Regions from separate parts of the Mus musculus genome. Here all the other regions are linked to region 1. The links are chromatin contacts, called in public Hi-C and promoter capture Hi-C maps. All regions are on one chromosome and are shown on one strand. The core of a region is the stretch at or near the end of the contact, and the rest is flanking DNA. Distances in the headings are between cores, read along the strand shown. Region 1 has its middle 4.1 kb from the start of Gm22045. Region 2 has its middle 18 kb from the start of Gm32406. Region 3 has its middle 40 kb from the start of Gm32677. Region 4 has its middle 19 kb from the start of Gm32677.

Region 1 (4,698 bases), core at 187-2,686:
GCCCTCTACCAAGATTTCAAAGCAAAGGCTGGACCAGCCCACGTGTAACAAGCCCAGGATTCCTACAGCCAGGCAGCTAAAGATGTCAGAACGTGGAATGTTTGCTAGAGGAAACTCTGGGTGGTCAACAGAGCCAGGCCACAATAATAGGCCGTGTAGACTTCAATCAGGAATGGCCAGCCTTGGGTACCTATTCCACAATATGTCCTGGATGCCAAAACATGGAACCACGAGATTTAGTGTATTTCCCTCTGGTCTTTAGTCTTGCTTTGGGTCATTCCTCCTTTAGGATTCTCCTCTTCTCCCCCTTTGGAAGGGAAAGGTCTACTTTGTACCATTGCTGTAGGAAGCATGTAGCTCCACTTTTAAATTTAACAGAGGCTCACAGGTAAGACTTGGCTTTGCCACACATGGTATTGCATGCCTATAGTCCTAGTACTTGAAAAGGTGAGGCAGGAAGATTGTAGCTCAAGGCTAGCCTAGGCTACATACCGAGACCCTGTCCCAAGTAACAAAAGCAAACAAAGGCTTGTCCTGCAAACTCCAGAGAAGCCTTGATTTTAAGCAGTGTTAGAACTGTAAAAATCATAAGGACTCAGAATTGGGGTTCGTTTGCTTCGTGAGCCTTGAGGGGGGTCAGAGGTGGAGGCCATGGTTTAAGATGCATTTGGATATCAAGTTGACCTACAGTGGACTGTGTTGGTCAGTCTTGATTATTCATTTAATTAGATTAGTGTAGAATACACATGGGTGTGTCAGCAAGGGATACACCAGAGAACATTAATGAGTCCGCTGAGATCAGCTCCTAGTTTGGGCAACACCACTCCACAGGGCTGAGAAACTGCTGAGTTGCTTTCTGCAGCAGCAGCATCGCTCGTGTGTACCAGGGATGCAGGAGAGCCACAACCTCCCCATCTCCCCAGCAGCACCTGTTTCCTTTCCTCTTTCCTTTATAGCCATCCTGACAATGACCATCGAATAATAGCTATCTTCAGCTTCTTAGACTTGACAGTATAATTCAAGGGGAAGATGGATACTCTCTGGACAGGAAGATAAAGCCTATGTCTTTGCTGAGCATAGCTTGGAAAGCCAGAGGGGATAATAAAGAGAGAGGTGAGAGAGAGAGAGAGGGGTGAGAGAGAAAGAGAGAGAGGTGAGAGAGGAGAGAGAAAGAGAGAGATAGAGAGAGAAGAAGGAGGAGGAGAGGAGAAAGAAAAGGAGAGGAGAGAAGAGAAGAGAGAAAAAAGAAAAGAAAAGAAAAGAAAGAAAACCTAAGATAAAAATCTTATAATATGTCATGAGATTTGGATCTAATACTTCTCCAGGTCCTGAGAAACAAAAGAAAGGTTTCCAGCCCTTGATAGACTACTATACACGCGTGAGCCAAGGGCAGCACGAAGATTTCAAATGCTCGCTTTGGAAGTCAGCGTTGGCACCATGCCAAAAATCCTGCCAGGCCAACTGCAGGAAGGCTGGTCACCACGAGGTAGGGCATATTTCTTGAGTCCTCACTCTGTCCCTCCTCCACAGGAGACTCCTCAGACCACTTATTTTCACAGCCCTTGAGCAAACACTCAGCACGACTGTTTTTCCTGATATGCACTTGGCTTCATTAGACACGGGAATTGTAAATATGCCCTTATTGTGGCTTAGGACGATTGCTTAGCAGGATCCCTTACTCAGAGGCTGGGTCGAGAGCTGCTTTCAGTTCTGAACAGTTCTCTGTTTCTAGGCCAGTAGAGCCATTAGTCAGCTTAACTCTCAAAAACTCAGGACTCTTGTCATCTGAATCCAGTGAGTCCCTTCTGCCAATAGCCACCTTCACAGTTGCTTTGGGACATACAGTATATACCGTTCGGTTCAATGATTTAAAGAGTACAGCTCAGTGGGCTTTGGTGTAAGTGTGGCATAATGCAACTGTTAATAGGTATAGATCTTCACCGTTCCAGAGAACTTACTTCACTTAAACACAGTGTTCTCAAGATTCCTCGTGTGGCTGTGCGGCTGTGTTTAATTTGTTTGCTGTTGCCCATCAGTCAAGAGGCATTTACATGTTAGCCTTTATGGATAATGTCACTATGCACACTTTAAAAGCTTTAGCTGCACATAGGGTTTCATTTGTCCTTAATTGTAATATAAAGTACGGATAAATACCACATGCCGTTTACCCGTGTGGAGAGCTGACGCCAAGGGCAAGATCTCAGACTCGTGTTTATCTTCTGTGTTTCCGAGGCCTTGTCCTGGGGCACTCTGCCCCCCACGGCTGTGTCTGGGAGAAAGGAGAAAGCAAACAGCTAATGGTGAACAGCTATGAAGGGAACACTGGTCTTTCTGGAAACCCCTTGTGGGAACTCCAGGAAAACAGCCCAGGCATTTCTGCTAGATGGCGTAAGCGCCGACGTGACGAGGTTTTACTGTGCGCTTGCTGCTTCTGTGCGTCTGCTACCTGCTGGTTATCTTTCCTTCTGCTTGTTACGTGTTTACATGATTTACTCGTTTAGGAATTAAAGTACAGCCATCATATCATTCTCCCCAGGGATTCACGGATTTCCCCAATCTCCCTTTGGTTTCGCCTTCCCACCCCACCCCACTCCCTTTTAGTAGCAATTACTTAGGGACTAATTTAAGTTCAAGAGCCACATCTTTCATTTTATTTGGTAGGTTAGTTGATTGGTTGGTTGGTTTTTTTTTTTTTTTTTTTTTTTTTTTTTTTTTTTGTGACAGGGTTTCTCTGTGTAGCTTTGGCTGTCCTGGAACTTACTCTGTAGACCAGGCTGGCCTCGAACTCACAGAGATCCGTCTGCCTCTGCCTCCCAAGTGCTGCGATCAAAAGTGTGCACCAGCTCCACCCAGCAGCATAACGCTTAGTAAGGAGAATTCTCACTTCCATCCATCATGTTTAAGGAACACACATTGCTTCAGATGCTTCACCAACGAGAGGGAAAGGACTGTGGCCCTATGGGAGATGCGGGTGGGCGGAGACAAAAGAATCCCCAGAAGCTCATTGGCCAGTTAGTCTGTCACACACAGAGGTGAACAAGAGACCTTGTCTCCAAAGTCAGAAAGTAAAGACTGGTACCTAAGGCCATCCTCTGATCTCTACATGTCTGCCGTGACACACATATACCCATACCTACACATAGGAACACACGCACGTGCGTGCACACGTGCACATACACCGGGGTGTGTCTTTTGATTATCTCATTTCTGGGTTTTTAAAACAAACAAACAAACAACAAAAACAACAACAACAAAGCCTCTAACTCCATCCACCTATTTTGGAGAAGTTGCCTATGCGCTCAGTTTGAGACACTAGGGTAAACTTGAGTGAAATTCGAGTATTTTCCACGTTTAATTTTCAAAAGCATTATTTCTTTTATAAAATCCATTACAAATCCCCAATATATCTGTTGGTATCTTCTGTAGAGATACTTGAACCTGCCCTTTGGCTCTCAGGCCATTGAAAGAATGGACTCCAAGAAACTGGAATTTCACCAGCAATCTCACACAAGGCCAGGGCCCAGACAGCAGTGAACTGGCCTGCAGGAAATACTTGCACCTTGTCTGATTGCCTTGTAGAAGAGACTGGACTGAGACAGTGCGGTGAATGGGAGCAGAACCTGACTGTAACCCTACCTTCCCATATGACTTGCCTTCTATTTCAGCCCAAATCTCACGTCAGGACACCAAAAGCAAACTGGGGCAGGGAAGGAGGTGGTCAGTCCATCTCTTTGTCCCTCTTCCCAACATGACAAAGTAGACTGAATCCCCATGTCTGCTTGTGCTTGTTGCTGTCAATTTGATTCTTTTAAATACCTTACTGAAGAATGGTGGCTGAGCCTGGCTTGTGAGGGAAATATTTACTTTTTTTTTTTTAAACCTGAGATTGATCCCTGGAATGTAACCTTTGTAATGCTATTTTGAAACCTTCCCCACCTTGTAAAAACTTTCTGATTACACAACTACTGCAGTTCCAAAACTCAGTGGCCAGGAGCAACCAACCCACATATCAGTTTCTCCTTTGAGCAACCCCCCCCCCCAAAAAAAAAGTTAGTCCGTTTTGGAAGATTGTGAGATCAGATGCCAGCCAGAGAGAATACAGCACAGAGATACATACAGAGAGGCCAGGATGAAAATGTGTCTCTTCCCTGCTCAGTGCGCCTGCTACCTGAGGGAAGCACCCAGCCCATTGCAAAGACAGAAGCTGCCTTCCAGGCTCACTCTCGCTTTATCCAGTTCATTTCAGTTCACCCTCTGTTGCTGCATAAACACCAACCAAGTTGGGGAGGAAAGAGGATATTACACATTCCAGGTCATGGTCCATCATCCAAGGAAGGAGCTTGAAGGAGAAAGCATAGAGAGGTGTTGCTAACTGGCTTGCTCTTGTGGCTTGCTCAGCTTGCTTTCTTACACAGCCAACGACCTCCCTGTCCAAGGGTAGCTTTGACAACAGTGGGCTGGGCCTTCCCACATCAAGCATTAATCAAGATTAATTGATTAATTAATCAATTAATCAGCCCATACACATGCACGAAGGACAATCTGATGGAGGCAACCCCTCTTCCCAGGTCCTTTTCCCAGGTCCTCTTCCCAGGTCCTCTTCCCAGGTGGCTCTAACTTGGGTCAAGCTGACCAAACCTAAACAGTGCACTTACGTTCTTTGCATGTAGGGTGCTTGACACTCAGGTTTTATTTCTA
Region 2 (4,373 bases), core at 1,700-4,199, 150 kb after region 1:
AGATTGATTTTTTTTTGTTTAGTGAAATAAAACCCAAACAAATTATCTAGCATCAATTATAGGTGACATTTTAGATAAAATGGACCCCACGACCACCGCTGATTCCTTACAGAGTGAAATGAAGACTTCCTCACCATTGCCCCCAGCAGTAGCATAAAACTAAACAGCTGGTGTGATCAAAGATCATCCAGTGGAAAGAGATTAGAACAGAGCACTGTGGGTAACTCGTCGCCCAATACAACTCGGGCTTCCACCCTGGCCCATAAAATAGCAGCTTTGCATATTGCAGACGCCAGGAACCTTTTCTGGAATCTTTTCGGGAAGAAAGGGGATGAGCCGTTTCTCCTCTTCCTCCTCCTCCTCTTCTCCCTCCTCCTCTCCCTCCTCCTCCTCCTCACCACCACCACCACCATCATCATCTGTCAAGGGACTGCTGCTCAGTTGCGACGCCAAAGTAGGAAGGAAACATGCAGGGAACAGCCTCTGCTTCTGGGTCTGTTTCAAAACCCCTGTCACTCAGAACGGCTTGGCGGTGAGTGTGTCAGGACAAACACGTTCTCTACTCCAACATGCAAGAAAAGACATGTGTGAAAGAGACCCAGAACCTGTCATGGTCCAGTGCAGCCAGTGATCACATGAGCTTATTCCTCTCAGCAGCAAGGAATGAGGGAACCCATTTAGCCCGGTTCCATGTTGCAACTTCTGATTGAGTTTATTAGTAATTAAGTTGAGATATTGATTTTCTATCTTCCAGTTCAGGGGTGGGGGTGGGGTGGGGGGAAGGAACATTATTTATTGCTCCTTACAGGAATCCGGTCTGTTCCGGTTTGATGTGTTGGTTCTTTACCAGATCCTCTCGTGTGGCAGGCACGTGATCTCTGCGTACAGGAAGCAGAAAGTGTCATAGATCTCCCCATCAATATTGGCAGATTGGCAAACGCCCCGCAGCCAGCTTTCTGAGAAGAGAGCACGCTCTCATCTATAGCATTTGCTTACTTCTGCCCTGGGAATGTGTCTTCCTCGGCTGGTTGCCAACCGTCCTCGGGGAAGACCCACAGTTCAGGGCGAACAAGGAGCACGTAGCTATTTCTCACAGGGTACACCTCGCTGCTAACAATGGTTCCTGAAAAATAAGTCTAAATATCAACGTGTGCTTTTGTCTGTTTTGTTCTGTTGTAAAGAGTTAACAGAGGCTGAGAATCCATTAAAAAAATATACATTTATTTTTTTCTTCATTGTGAAGACAGGGGAGACCAAGACTGGAGCCGGCAGTATCAGGTAAGAACTTTCTCATGGCCTCTCCCCATGGCGGAAGGCAGACGGGGTAAGAGAAGACAAAACCACAAACAAGAAAACATACCGCTCACCCTTTTATAGCGACAATTGTCCTTTATTAGGGTAGAGGAGCCTGGGTCATAGCTCAGTGGCCCCAGGGTTTGACCTCTAGTACTATATAAACAAATAACAAAAAGCCCTTTTTACTATTAATAGGGAGACACCCTGTAAAATTTTAATAAAATCCAAGTCTTCTTAATATTAATTAGGTGGACACCACGCAAAAAATAATAATAAAATCCATTTTTCCTTTCCTAGCTCCTGGAAAGAAGACTCCACGACTAATTAGTTATTATTAAATTCCTAGGCCGTAAGTTTTGACTCATTCTCTGAGTAGCTTGTGACTTAGTTAACCATTTAAACTATTCTATGTCTACCAGTTGGTTAGTTACCTCTCTTTCAGTCCCAGCCCCCTTCTTTCTTCACGTGTCTCCCTGAGTTCATCTAATCTGCTGGTTTAGACCCCTCTCTGTGGTCTGTCTCCATGGTCTCTTGACTCTCTCTTTTATACACTCACTATTTCCCAGAATCCTCTCTCTTCCTGCCAGTGCCCCACCTCCTATTTGTTTGTTTGTTTGTTTGTTTGTTTGTTGGTCTTTTTGTGTTTTTCTTTTTTTTTTTTTTATTGACAGGTGATGCTTACAAGAGATCCTTTCTCTACAACACTCAGTGAAACAAACACTTCCTGTTTGGCTCGTTTCTCACCTCTGCTGCACTGGGGAAGTTTCGAACACTTGAATTTTGGTGACTACATTCCAATTCTGCAACACGCATTAAGAGGCTACCGTGTTATCTCTATTGAAATTATCGAGTGCATTCAGCACCAACTCGGCCGTCTGCTGAAGTCTCACCCGTACCACCTTGCAGTTCAAACCGTGCCTTCCTTTCCTACGAGCTTTCTTCTCACTGTCTCAGGTTCTTAAAACTGCAGACCTTCGGGCTGATACAGCAGCAAAACTGCCCAAGGACTGTGCCCAGCAGCCAGACAGATAATGCTAACAACACCAATTAAAATCAGAGATGCAGCAGGGCGGTGGTGGGGTGCACCATTAATCCCAGCACTCGGGATGCAGAGGCAGGTGGATCTCTTGAGTTTGAGACCAGCCTGGTCTACAGAGTGAGTTCCAGGACAGCCTGGGCTACACGGAGAAACCCTGTGTTGAAAAACCAAACCAACCAAACGAACAACAAGCAGAACATAGAAAGACAGCTACTGCTCTGCTCTAAGTCAGAGAGGGGGTGGAGGGTAGCGTGCCGGGAAGAGCGGCCTTGCAAGTAAGGCAGAGCTGGGCATGAGTCCCCACCCTGATGTTTGCCATCTGTGCTACCCTGCAGATGAGAAGGCCGCAGCAGGCCTGTCACCCAACACCCACCTCTTGCTGAGGAAAGTCTGGGAAGAAAGAAGGGGAAAGAGCCTACTCAAACCTCCTTGAAAGCCGGGGATGGCAGATCTCCAGGCAAACATGCTAACAAAGGCATAGAGGAGAGAGGTCCTTATCTAAGGAATGCTTCCAGCAAGGGCAACTTGATTGACAGGCTATTGAAAGCTGGGCTGTGTTGGAATGTCTCCCTAAACAATGTCTTGTACCCATGTGACTAAGCGAGCATACGTGGGATGAGTCGCGGAAGAAAAAGCAGCTTTAGGGCCAGAACTAATCAGAACACTGCAAGAAGTCAGCTGGGGATCTATACTGGTCCCTCTGTGCCAGTCAGGTTGAGGTAATGACAACAGCCTCCTCCTCCCCCTCCTCCTCCACTCCCTCCTCTTCCTCCTCCTCCCCCTCCTCCTCCACTCCCTCCTCTTCCATCTCCCCCTCCTCTTCCCCCCAATAATAATAATAATAATAATAATAATAATAAATCTACCTTTTTAACCAGAAGAACAAGCAGAGGAGGCAGGAGAATCACCCAACATGTAGCAGCATAGTAAATGCTAAATGCAACATGTAGCAGCATAGTAAATGCTAAATGCAACATGTAGCAGCATAGTAAATGCTAAATGCAACATGTAGCAGCACAGTAAATGCTAAATGCAACATGTAGCAGCATAGTAAATGCTAAATGCAACATGTAGCAGCAGTAAATGCTAAATGCAGCTTCTACTTCTGCCGTCACTGATGGGACCACTGCATGATGCGCAGAGCCTCCAGGGCTCACTGACGTCATTTACCTCCAGAGAGATCAATGACACAAGTGGGTGCTGCTTTGTATCACCCACTCTTCTGTATCACTTTGTAGCCCCAGCAGGCCTTGAACTCACAGAGCTTGCCTGTCTCTGCCTCGGGCATACTTCAATCAAAGGCGTGTGCCAGCACACTTGGTATAAGTGGTATATATCAACTCTTTTGCGACACCCGACCTCCTGAAGTTATAAATATACTCATCAGAGTGTCAGTGATAGTTATTTTTCCTTCCCTAAAGAAAAGAGTCCTAAAACATACCAAATTTAAAATTCCTTTTAAAATAACCCCTACAGTCTTCATAGTTCAAACTTAAACGGACCCTATTTTTCACCAGATGTGGTCAGAACCCGTACTCCCAGCACGTGGGAGGCTAGAACGGGAAGACTAGCCTAAGCAGAGACCCCCGCCTCAAGAAAGGAAAGCCTTTTTTCCCCCCTAAGCATTTGTTCAACAGGCATTGATGGTGTCCTACATGCAAGGCCGTGAGCATACACATGTGAACTAAATAACACAGCTCTGCCCTTTCCCTTGGGGCTTACAGGCTAGCGGAGAAACAGCCTTTAGACAAGTAGCGCCCAAACAAACGTGCCAATACGATGCCCATGTTGTGCTGAGGTGAGAAACCAGAATGTAAGGGAGCGGACATGTTGGGAGCTCAGAGAGAGAGCGGCCCTTACTCTGGGATACTCAGGGCAGGTGGTGTGGCAGGGATGAGGATAAGGGACCCTCGGGGCAGGTGGTGAGGGCAGGGGTGAGGATAAGGGACACCTGGGGCAGGTGGTGTGGCAGGGGCGAGGAGAGGAAGAACGTTTTTTTAAAAAATCATTTATTTATTTATTTATTTATTTATTTATT
Region 3 (4,771 bases), core at 627-3,126, 200 kb before region 1:
GTGTACACGTACTCACCATGGCTGTGACATACCGGTTACAATGGCTCTAGTGGTAAGCTTTATTTTCCCACAACTGTGTCACTATCAACAACAACAACAACAGCAAGAGAAAACTGTAGGAAAGTTTCAAATCAGCACTACGAGGCCTGAACTTGTAAATTTGACACACTCGGGAAGGAACCTCAGTTGAAGAGCTGCCTCCATCCCCTTGGCCTGTCGGCATGTTTGTGGGGGCATTTTCTTGATGGCAAATTATGGAAGAGAGCCTAGCCCACTGTGGGCAACACCATCCCTAGACAGATGAGACTGGGCTGTATAGGAAAAGAATCTAAGCATGAACCTGGGTGGAAGGCAGTAAGCAGCATCCCTCCATAGTCTCTCTCTGCAAAGGTTCCTGCTTGAATTTACCCAGTGACGGAATGTGCAGTGGAAGTGTGAGACGATCAAACCCTTTCCTCGCCCAAGTCGCGTCTGGTCATGGTGTTTATCACAGCCACAGAAAGCAAATGAGGGCAAGCACATGCAAGCTCATTCACCGTGTTCTATCTGTTCTTGCTATGAGCCTGTCCGTACTTCCAGAGACACCAACAGGCCAGACAGGAAGGCTGGCTGGCCTGGTCTTCTAGTCTCAGTGCCAACACCCAGATCAGTACCATCTCTGCTTGATATCACGTGGACACTTCAAACACCAGTTGCACAACTGAATGATTGTCCTACCGTGTCTGCTTTTCCTCTCCTATGCAGACATGGCCACCACAGTCCCAAAGACGGCATGGCTTCTCTTAGTTACACAGTCCCAAAGACGGCATGGCTTCTCCTCTGTTCGGCAATGACATGAGTATTATATCACGTTCCTGGTCAAAATACTGATATGGGAGCCAGGGAGATAGCTCAGCAGGTAAAGGCACTTGCTAAGAGGCGTGACGACACAATTTCTATTTCTAAGACCCATATAGTAGAAGACTGGCCTTCACAAGTGGCCTTCACATGCGTAAATTCATATGCAGTAAACAAGTATTAACAAAAAGCAACAAAATACAATATTGAATTGGGAAAGCCAATATTTTAATGCAGCTATAGTCCAAATTGTAGTAGGATTTTTTAGGTAATTTAATGATCTGTTTCTAATATTTTTGAAATATTAATAGCACAAAGTGGATATTTTTTGCTATTAATATTAATACTTTGGTCTTGCTTCACTCACAGTTTATTTATTTCGATCCAAATCAGCATAGAGTACCTGACGTGGACCCAGAGATTGACAGATTGAAATAAGGAATGCAGCCAGGTAGATAAACAAACCATTTATGTCAGTCTTTGCCTTGTCTCCTCTCCAGTCATCGCCTGCTCGTCCCCCTCAAACATAGATGAGGTATTTCTTGGGCACTTGAAACTCTTCAAGAGTAAATAGAGAAGCCGAGCGTCATGGCATGCACCTGTAATTCCGGCATCTCAGAGGCTGACTCAGGAGGACTGTGAGTTATAGGCTAGCTTGGCCTATACAGTAAGATAATATCTAAAGAAAAAAAGAACAGAATTTTTGTCTTTGGGGGTCATTCAATGTTGTTTTTTCATGTGTAAGCTCCCAAGTGGCCTAAACTGTAAAATGTTCACCAAATACCTTTTGCTTTTATTTCATCTATGTTTTGCTATAAGTTATTTTTAATTTAATAAACCTCCATGTCAGAACATATAGTTGTCAGCAAACCAAAAGGAGCTGTGAAGAGGCTGTGACTGGGCTTGTCTGCCTTGCTCCTTAGGGCTATTTAGATTCAGGGACAAGGTCAGCTTCCTTCCACAAAGCCCAGTTCAGGCAGCAGCCAGTGTTTCTTGAATAAATGATCTTTAAGCTGTTCAACAACTGCACCCACAGAGAGAAGGTTCCAGAAGGGCAGGCACCAGAGGCGTGCCACAGGCTTCCCTTTGCCCTGCTTTCTACACCGGTTTTCACCAGTGATTCAGTGAATTTGCTTACGTCACCCTCGAGATTTTGTGAATGGTGACAGTCTGGAAGAAATAAATAATGAGCTTGCAGGCACACAAGGATGAATGAATGCTCTCAGAGCCTGATGCCAGAAGAGGAAAGGGAAGAGGAGGAGGAAACAGACTTTATGAAGGTGAATTTTCGTACAGATTAACATGAAAAGCAGAAATCCAGGCTGGAGAGATGGCTCAGCGGTTAAGAGCACTGACTGCTCTTCTGAAGATCTGGAGTTCAAATCCCAGCGACCACATGGTGGCTCACAACCATCCGTAATGAGATCCGACACCCTCTTCTGGTGCATCTGGAGACAGCTATGATGTACTTATGTGTAATAATAAATCAATCTTTGGGCTGGAGCGATCAGGGACTGAGCGAGCGGGTTCGACCAGAGAGAGCAGAGGTCCTAAAAACTCAACTCCCAACAACCACATGGAGGTGGCCCACAATCATCTGTACATCTATAGTGTACTCATATACATAAAATAAAATAAATAAATCTTTAAAAAAAAAGAAAAGCATGAATCCACCCCATTCCCCCACCCCCACCCCTATCTCACACACAGCTCTGCTGGGTAAAGGTGGACAAGCATAGGACAGAGGCAGACTTCTGAGAACAAAGTTTAGAAACCCAACAGCAGGATGTCCATGTCTACAAAGTTACACCATTACAAATTTAGTAACAATTGCTTGGATTAAGACTGCTTAATATGTGACTCCCATTCTGGATTTCCATGAAACCTGTTGGGCTGTGTCATCTTCTCCTTGAGGGGAATATATATCGTGTGCCATCGAACAGTGAGCTCTATGAATCATGAGAAAATGAAATCTTGCCTAAGCTTCACAGAAGCATGTAAGGACTCGACCGGGGGTAGAACCGGCCTGGAACTTGGCAGTCAGTCTTCCCCATGACTAGGAGACTGGCATAGTTGTGGCTAAATGCCGATCAGTAGTCAAGCGCTTCTCCTGTTTGTATACTCCAAGTGTCTTCTAGAAGATTCTCGAATGCTAAGACATACCATACAGGGATTGTTCCAACAAATAACTTCTCCTTGAGCACTTCCCTCAACACCACTGTCAGTTCCCTGCATGTAGGTCAGAAACAGCACAGGAGGCTTCCCGGTGACAAGGACCCGGACAGTCTGCCTCCCTTTGTCTTTCTGCCTTCAGTTTTTCTCTTCCTTTATGTGCGTTATTCCTCTCTATCAATGCCAGGGCATCCACTGAAGCAATGTAAACAAATTAAACCTCAGACTCATTAGAAAACAAGTTGGAGCAGTCGGCCAATGGTATGGACTTTACAATATACCGTGGCTATTATTCATAAGCGATGACAAGCCCAAAAATGTGGCCTCTTTAAACACGTAGGTACCAGTCTACAAGCCTCACACTGCCATACTGCTTCCTGAAGAGATTTCCACACACACGCCCCCCTCTGCTGCATGGCAGATGCTAGAGAGGCAGCCTACAATTATGCCTCAGTAAATTAAATTCATGCGCATGAAATGGTTTCGAAACCATCGCCAGATTCCAGAGATCTGTTTGCTATACTTGACACAAAGTTGACCAGCTTCAACTTGACTTTAAAAAAAAAAATCCAAGTGCAGGCTCACTGACTGGTGTGTTTATATCACAAAATGCCAGCAGCCTCGTGTGCCACAAATAATTAACGTTTGGACAGAAAGCGCAGTGCTAGAGAATAAAAATTTCCACTCCTACTTTCTCCCTTAATAAGGAAGCACATTTTCAAGCTTCTTAAATACAACAGAGTGTCAGCTGGCCTCGACTTTCTCCTTGGTTCAACCATCCTTCCATGGCTTTCCTGAGAACCCAAGCCTCCAACAAGCCGCTGGCCATTCGGAGTAGACGAGACAGGGAGAGCTGTCGAGAGAGGAGGTGGTACATTCCACAAACAACCTCAGCTCTGTAAGAGTTTCTCTACTCGCTCATCTTAGGCCGACCCTGTCCCACCCAGAGGATGAAACCATTCCCATAATTTTTGATCCAAAACCAAAAGGAAGTCCACAGAGAATGAGTACTTACGGCCGACTTCCCCAAAGGCGCAGGGCTTGTGCCCATCAGAAACACCTCTGTTAAATGTTAAGCTTGCTTGATCTTCAGATTCCTTCGGCCACTCGACACCCAGGCGTCTCAGGAGCCTTCACATTGATGTTCTCCTAGCTCTTCATCTCCTCCCCACACTTGTGACTTCCCTTCTTCTACCCTTTCTTTCCTGTCTTCCCAACTCAGATTCACCTCCCAGCAAGTCCAGCAACCAGCAAGCGCTGGGGCTGCCTAGTGCAGTCAGATCAGCATGGTCATCAGGAGAAGAGAGTGCATCTATCTCCCACCAGCAAGATTCACCTCTCTTAGGAGCCAGTTACAGCTGGTGTGGGTCGTGTCCCCCGTCTACAATGGAGCCGTTCTTGACAGCACAGTCTGGTGCAGGATTTGCGCATATAGGGAAGTGGTCACTGATGTCTCATGCCGTTGACTGTTTAGAATGTAAGATTCAAATGTCTCCATAAGCAAGGCAACTTCACAACCCAAGTGGCTCTCTCTCCACGGCCTTGTTTGTTCGATACCGAGAGAGGACTGTTGCATAAACAACCACAAAATCTTACCTATCCAGTTAAGTTCTGTCCAGTCTTCTCTGTACAGTGCGCCAGGTTGGCACAGCTATCTGGAGCTATCGGATATGCTATGGAGCTTGTCAGCAAACCAGCGGCCATCCTACTATGAGGGACTTGTAAGAACTGAGAAAAACAACCTTTAATGCCAACTTCCAAG
Region 4 (4,653 bases), core at 1,011-3,510, 180 kb before region 1:
TTCCCTTCTCCCTGATAACAGAAATTTCATCCGTTCCTTGTCCTGTGCACAAGACCAGACCCAAGACAGGGACTCTTTGTGGACAAATGACTAGTGACGGTTTGCACGCGCCTCTTCTTTGGAATAAGAGGTTACATTTTGTAAAGGAAAGGATGAATTTTTGATGTAGCTCCTTGGGCTTCAAAATATATAATATATATAAGAAAGCTAAATCCAGAGGGAAAGTCACTTAGGGCCTCAAAAATCCTGCCAAGGCTCCATACCCACTCACAGGTGATGACTGGGAGAGGCTATGTTTACAGATTGGCATAAACATACAGAGGAAAGGCATGTGCAAAGCACTCTGCAGACTGCCACAGACGTAACACAGGCTTGAAAATTCCCCAATCCTAATCCATGCTGTGCGCTCTTTTAAAAAATTGTTTGTCCCTCTCCTGTTCAACAGTGAATTTCTTTGAGTGAGACACTGTGTGTCTGCTTCCTAATATTATCTAGTTGCTCAGAGTAGGCACATGCCTTAGACATTGTTTCTCCTTTTTCTCTAGAGTGGATGTGATCTTCAGTCTGATGACCTTGTCCAATGGACACAGCCGTGGTCAATCTTCCCTCCCTGTCTCTGCTGTAATCACTCAGGCCCATATCGTGTTTTCCCTTAAAATAGCATTAAAGCCTTTTAACTCTGCTCTTATCTCCTCCTTCGATCCCTACCATCCAGCAGGTTCCCCATTGATGTGGATTTTCTAAAACAGAAATATGCCCCTGTGCTGCCCTAAATAGTTTCAATAGTTTCTTCAGGGGCTGAACCATTACTTTCTGAACCTTATCCAGCTCCTTTAGCACAGTGTTCAGGGCTTAGCACCACAGTCTCACCAGTCCCTCCCAGCTTTCATTCACTTTCTCCTTCCAGAACAATCCACCTTGAAAGCTGCCCTCCTGCGTGTGTATCATTGCCCATAGTACTCCCACATATCCCATAGTGCTCCCACTTTGTCTATAGTACTCCCATACTTCCCATAGTGCTCTCACAAGTCCCATAGTGCTTCCACATTGCTCATAGTGCTCTCACATTGCTCATAGTGCTCCCATACTGCCCATAGTGCACCCACGTTGTTCATAGTGCTTATACACACACACACACACACACACACACACACACACACACACACACACACACACACACATGCTTCTAATCCAAATGAAGACCCATGTGTCCTGGGTGAACTTGACAGGCCATGTGAGAAACCACTCCCATCTTCACCATTTATTGGGGAGTCTAACCATGGCTCGTTCTTTGGTCTCTTCAGCCATCACACTGCTGATTCTGTAGACTATCTTGGCTCTACTCTGTTAAAATAAGGTGAGCCACTCACAGGTATGAGCTGGAGGAAGTTTCCCATTTGTAATAATCTTGAAACTGTGAACGCATGTTAACAGTAGCGGCCCAATATTAAGTAGTAGACAACAGAAGTCACATTTTATGGGTTTTAAAAGTACATCATTCAAGCCAGATAAGGTGGGTCAACTCTGTGATTCCAGAACTCAAATGGTTGAGACAGAGGGATTGCCAAAAGTTCTAAGCCAGCCTGTGCTATGTACTGAGTTCTTACCAGCCTGGGCTAAGACTGAAGCCATGTTTCAAAAATAAATAAAAAATCAAAGTACAACCGCAGAAGTTCATCATTCATGTGCTGGGAGAAAGTCAGACAGAGAAGGATAGAACTATCCTTGGGCCACATGCCTAAGAGGCAGAGTCAGAAATCTAAGCTGTCGGGAGCCAGCACTCCTCACCTGCCATTCCAATGGGTAACTGCTATCTAGAAGCCTTAGATGCTGGGAAATATTTGGAGTAACATACCAGCTTGTTTCAAAGGCCTTTCTATGCTACACCAGCAGCAACCCCAATAGAGGGACGAGGTAGGTAAGTATGTTGGTAGATTCCAGTTAAACCAAACAGCATTCAAGGCAGGATAAAGTGATGCCTAACACTGAGGTAAATGAGGTAGGAGAGGGAGGTGTAGCTGGCGACGAGGACCCCTTCTGTGACAAGGGGATATTTGAGACCATTTGCTCCTTACCAGGGTCTTAGTGCTTAGCTCCCAGGATCACTCTGCTGCTCCCATTAGAATTTCCATTCTATTAATAATGTTGACCTAAGTCCCAGCACCTGTTAGGACGTTATCTCACAGTCAAAGTAAAAGAGTCTGGCTTACCCCTCCCACCGGCTTCATTTCTGCAACATTGTTGCCTTTAAATGTTTGTTTTTCCTTGTCTGCCTGTTACCCTTGACCTGGTTGGATTGCTAGAGGGGATCTGCCCCAGCACTCCCTGTTCAGAGTCTCAGCCACAGAAATGGCGAAGGTGAGAGCAAAAACAGAAAAAAATAGCTCCTGGATTTAACAGCACCCTCCCTTCCTTCCTTCTTTTGAGGACAAAGGAATCTTTAGTCAAAATGTGTCTTTAGGGCTTGGTTGTCAAACATATTTGTAAAACTACAACTAAATGTATGTATCAAGTCCAGGTTTTTAGTGAAATTGAACCTTCTCATTTGCCCTGTTGGAGAATTCCTTTAGAAATGCCTTCCTTAAATCCCAGTTAGAGTGGGTTTAACACAAGTTCACGCTGTTGGGGCTGGAGAGATAGTTCAGTGGTTAAGAGAACTGGCTGTTCTTCCAAAGAACTTGGGTTCAAGTCTCAGCACCCACATGGCAGCTCACAGCTGTCAGTAACTCCAGGGGATCCGACATCCTCACACAGACATACATGCAAGCAAAACACCAATGTGCATAAAGTAAAATCAAGTTCACATTGTTATTAGCCTTATGTTGGTGAGATGTTCAAATGGGCTAATAATAACCTGAAAGCTTTTGGCCTGAATGTAGAAAAATAACATGTGTACACAAAGAAACCAAAAACTGCTCCGTGTCTGACTTCCCTTGTCTTAATAGGTTTTCCTGGCTTTCTGAGGCTTTGAATTATATCATAAGACCTAAATGTACGCCTGTAATCCCATCACACTAGAGGCAGAAACATGAGGATTATGAGTTTAAGGCCATCCTTGCCTACACAGCAAGTTCAAGGCCAGCCTTGTAACCACACAAGACCCAGTCTTAAAAAAAAAAAAAAAGAGCCAACTGAACATCTTAGACCTGTGCTCAGTGTAGACACAGCATTTACGCAGCCCCGTCCCACTCCACAGCGAAGGGAGCAGTGTGTGCTTACATGTGGTACAGTCACAGTGGTGATCTGCTCTCCTTACCCATGAGTCTCTGCACGCCTCCCTCCAGCGCAGCAGCTTCAGGATGTCTAGAGTCATCTGTCAATCACCAAAGTCTAGTCAGGCCCTTTTCTGGGTCAGAACTGCCCCCATGAGTGAGGGTGAGGGTCTATCAGTGACACCATTGAGCATTACCCCCTATGACCCCTCACACCCTACCCACAAGCTCCTCCTTAGGACTGTGCCCTTTGCCCAGGCTACCCCCTTCCGTGACTACTTCTCCCACTGTCCTCTAGGCAAATATCTCTATTTGCTCTTTAATTACAACTCGAACATCCACCATCTTGGCTCTGTTACCCCTCCACAGCACCCCCTTCACCTGGAATTGCACCACTCTCTGCCTGCTGTAACTGTGGCATTTTTACACAACACTGAGCTATCCGTTGGCATAGCCTCAGCACCCCATACTCTGGAGTCCTAGAGACCATGACTGTTTCTGTTTCATATGTGGTGGTTTGAATGAGAATGACTCATAGATTCAAATGCTTGGTCCCAGGTAGTGGCACTATTTGAAAGGATTAGGAGGTGTGGCCTTGTTGGAGGAAGTGTGTCATTGGAGGTGGGCTTTGAAGTTTCAGAAGTCCGTGCCAAACCCAAAGTCTCTCTGCTTGTGGATCAGAATGTAGCTCTCAGCGACTTCTCCAGCATCATGTTTGCCTGTGTGCTGTCATGTTCCCCACCATGACATCAATGGACTAAAGCTCTGAAACTGTAAGCTCTAATCAAATGTTTTCTTTTATAAGAGTTGCTATGGTTATGGTGTCTCTTCACAGCAACAGAACACTAAGACACTGTCCTTTAACTAAGTATGTCACACACAGTAAGTTCTCACTAAACACCTAATGAATAGATGGATGAATGAACCAGAACACACTCATCTTCAGCAGCAGACAATCCCATAACCTGACTTTTACCAGACGTGGCCTCTCACCACCACTTTATCCCCTACTGTAGAGGAAAGCAAAAGAGACTTCCTCTACACCCTTCTTCCTATGTGGGCTCTAAGAACCCAATTAATCGGAAGTGTAACAGGAGACCAGCAGAAGTCTGCAGATCTTCACAAGGGGGTAAAGTCAGCAGAGATGATGAAGGAATGAGGCTACCTCACTGTTTCAGACCAAGAACGGCACATCTGGGACACAATAATGGGGCCAAAGGAGAGGTGAACCAGAGTAATAGCTTCAAAGGATGTCACTAAGAAAGGGTGGGTAGGCATAGAAGATAAGGGAAACTTCAGTTTGTTCACCCTGGTTCAGTGTAGCTCCAATCCCAGTCTCTTGTGACCAAGGCTACTCCCCAGGCCTGGTGTGGGGAAGGGACCCCTCCTGAGACAAGTTTTATGGCTTACTGTAGTTAAGGAACTTGGGTCAAAGGGTTAC

What was found. Promoter capture Hi-C pulls out the DNA fragments that hold promoters and counts their contacts. A called contact is a pair of places that touch in the nucleus more often than the background predicts.
Region 2: a contact with region 1 is called in a promoter capture Hi-C map of the C10 cell line. The contact joins two enhancer-like sites. A contact is called at or near these places in 9 of 39 promoter capture datasets (the C10 cell line, the HPC-7 cell line, cranial neural crest and 6 more), 2 of 15 datasets of contacts at CTCF or cohesin (both in embryonic stem cells), 33 of 484 Hi-C or Micro-C datasets (CD4 T cells, the G1E-ER4 cell line, the HL-1 cell line and 13 more), 15 of 115 datasets of contacts at active chromatin or transcription factors (the 230-238 cell line, the SCID.adh cell line, T-cell acute lymphoblastic leukemia and 11 more) and 1 of 9 other capture datasets (embryonic stem cells).
Region 3: a contact with region 1 is called in a promoter capture Hi-C map of liver. The contact joins two enhancer-like sites. A contact is called at or near these places in 1 of 39 promoter capture datasets (liver), 3 of 484 Hi-C or Micro-C datasets (double positive thymocytes, embryonic stem cells and nephron progenitors) and 1 of 115 datasets of contacts at active chromatin or transcription factors (vascular smooth muscle cells).
Region 4: a Hi-C map of liver shows a contact between it and region 1, with 2.3 times the contacts expected there. The contact joins two enhancer-like sites. A contact is called at or near these places in 4 of 39 promoter capture datasets (3T3-L1-derived adipocytes, the HPC-7 cell line, liver and 1 more), 8 of 484 Hi-C or Micro-C datasets (embryonic stem cells, granulocyte-monocyte progenitors, liver and 2 more) and 1 of 115 datasets of contacts at active chromatin or transcription factors (extraembryonic endoderm stem cells).

The regions. Positions count from the first base shown.
Region 1 is chr15:96,673,524-96,678,221 of GRCm38.p6, reverse strand. No RefSeq gene overlaps it. Among named protein-coding and RNA genes, the nearest start is that of Gm22045, 4.1 kb to the right of the region's middle. Within about 2 kb of position 1,436, at least 14 of the 459 cell types and tissues checked have an H3K27ac peak or open chromatin away from gene starts, as enhancers often do. A contact at or near this core is called in liver, where this site is marked.
Region 2 is chr15:96,522,902-96,527,274 of GRCm38.p6, reverse strand. No RefSeq gene overlaps it. Among named protein-coding and RNA genes, the nearest start is that of Gm32406, 18 kb to the right of the region's middle. Within about 2 kb of position 2,949, at least 65 of the 459 cell types and tissues checked have an H3K27ac peak or open chromatin away from gene starts, as enhancers often do.
Region 3 is chr15:96,876,151-96,880,921 of GRCm38.p6, reverse strand. No RefSeq gene overlaps it. Among named protein-coding and RNA genes, the nearest start is that of Gm32677, 40 kb to the right of the region's middle. Within about 2 kb of position 1,876, at least 20 of the 459 cell types and tissues checked have an H3K27ac peak or open chromatin away from gene starts, as enhancers often do. A contact at or near this core is called in liver, where this site is marked.
Region 4 is chr15:96,855,543-96,860,195 of GRCm38.p6, reverse strand. No RefSeq gene overlaps it. Among named protein-coding and RNA genes, the nearest start is that of Gm32677, 19 kb to the right of the region's middle. Within about 2 kb of position 2,260, at least 10 of the 459 cell types and tissues checked have an H3K27ac peak or open chromatin away from gene starts, as enhancers often do. A contact at or near this core is called in liver, where this site is marked.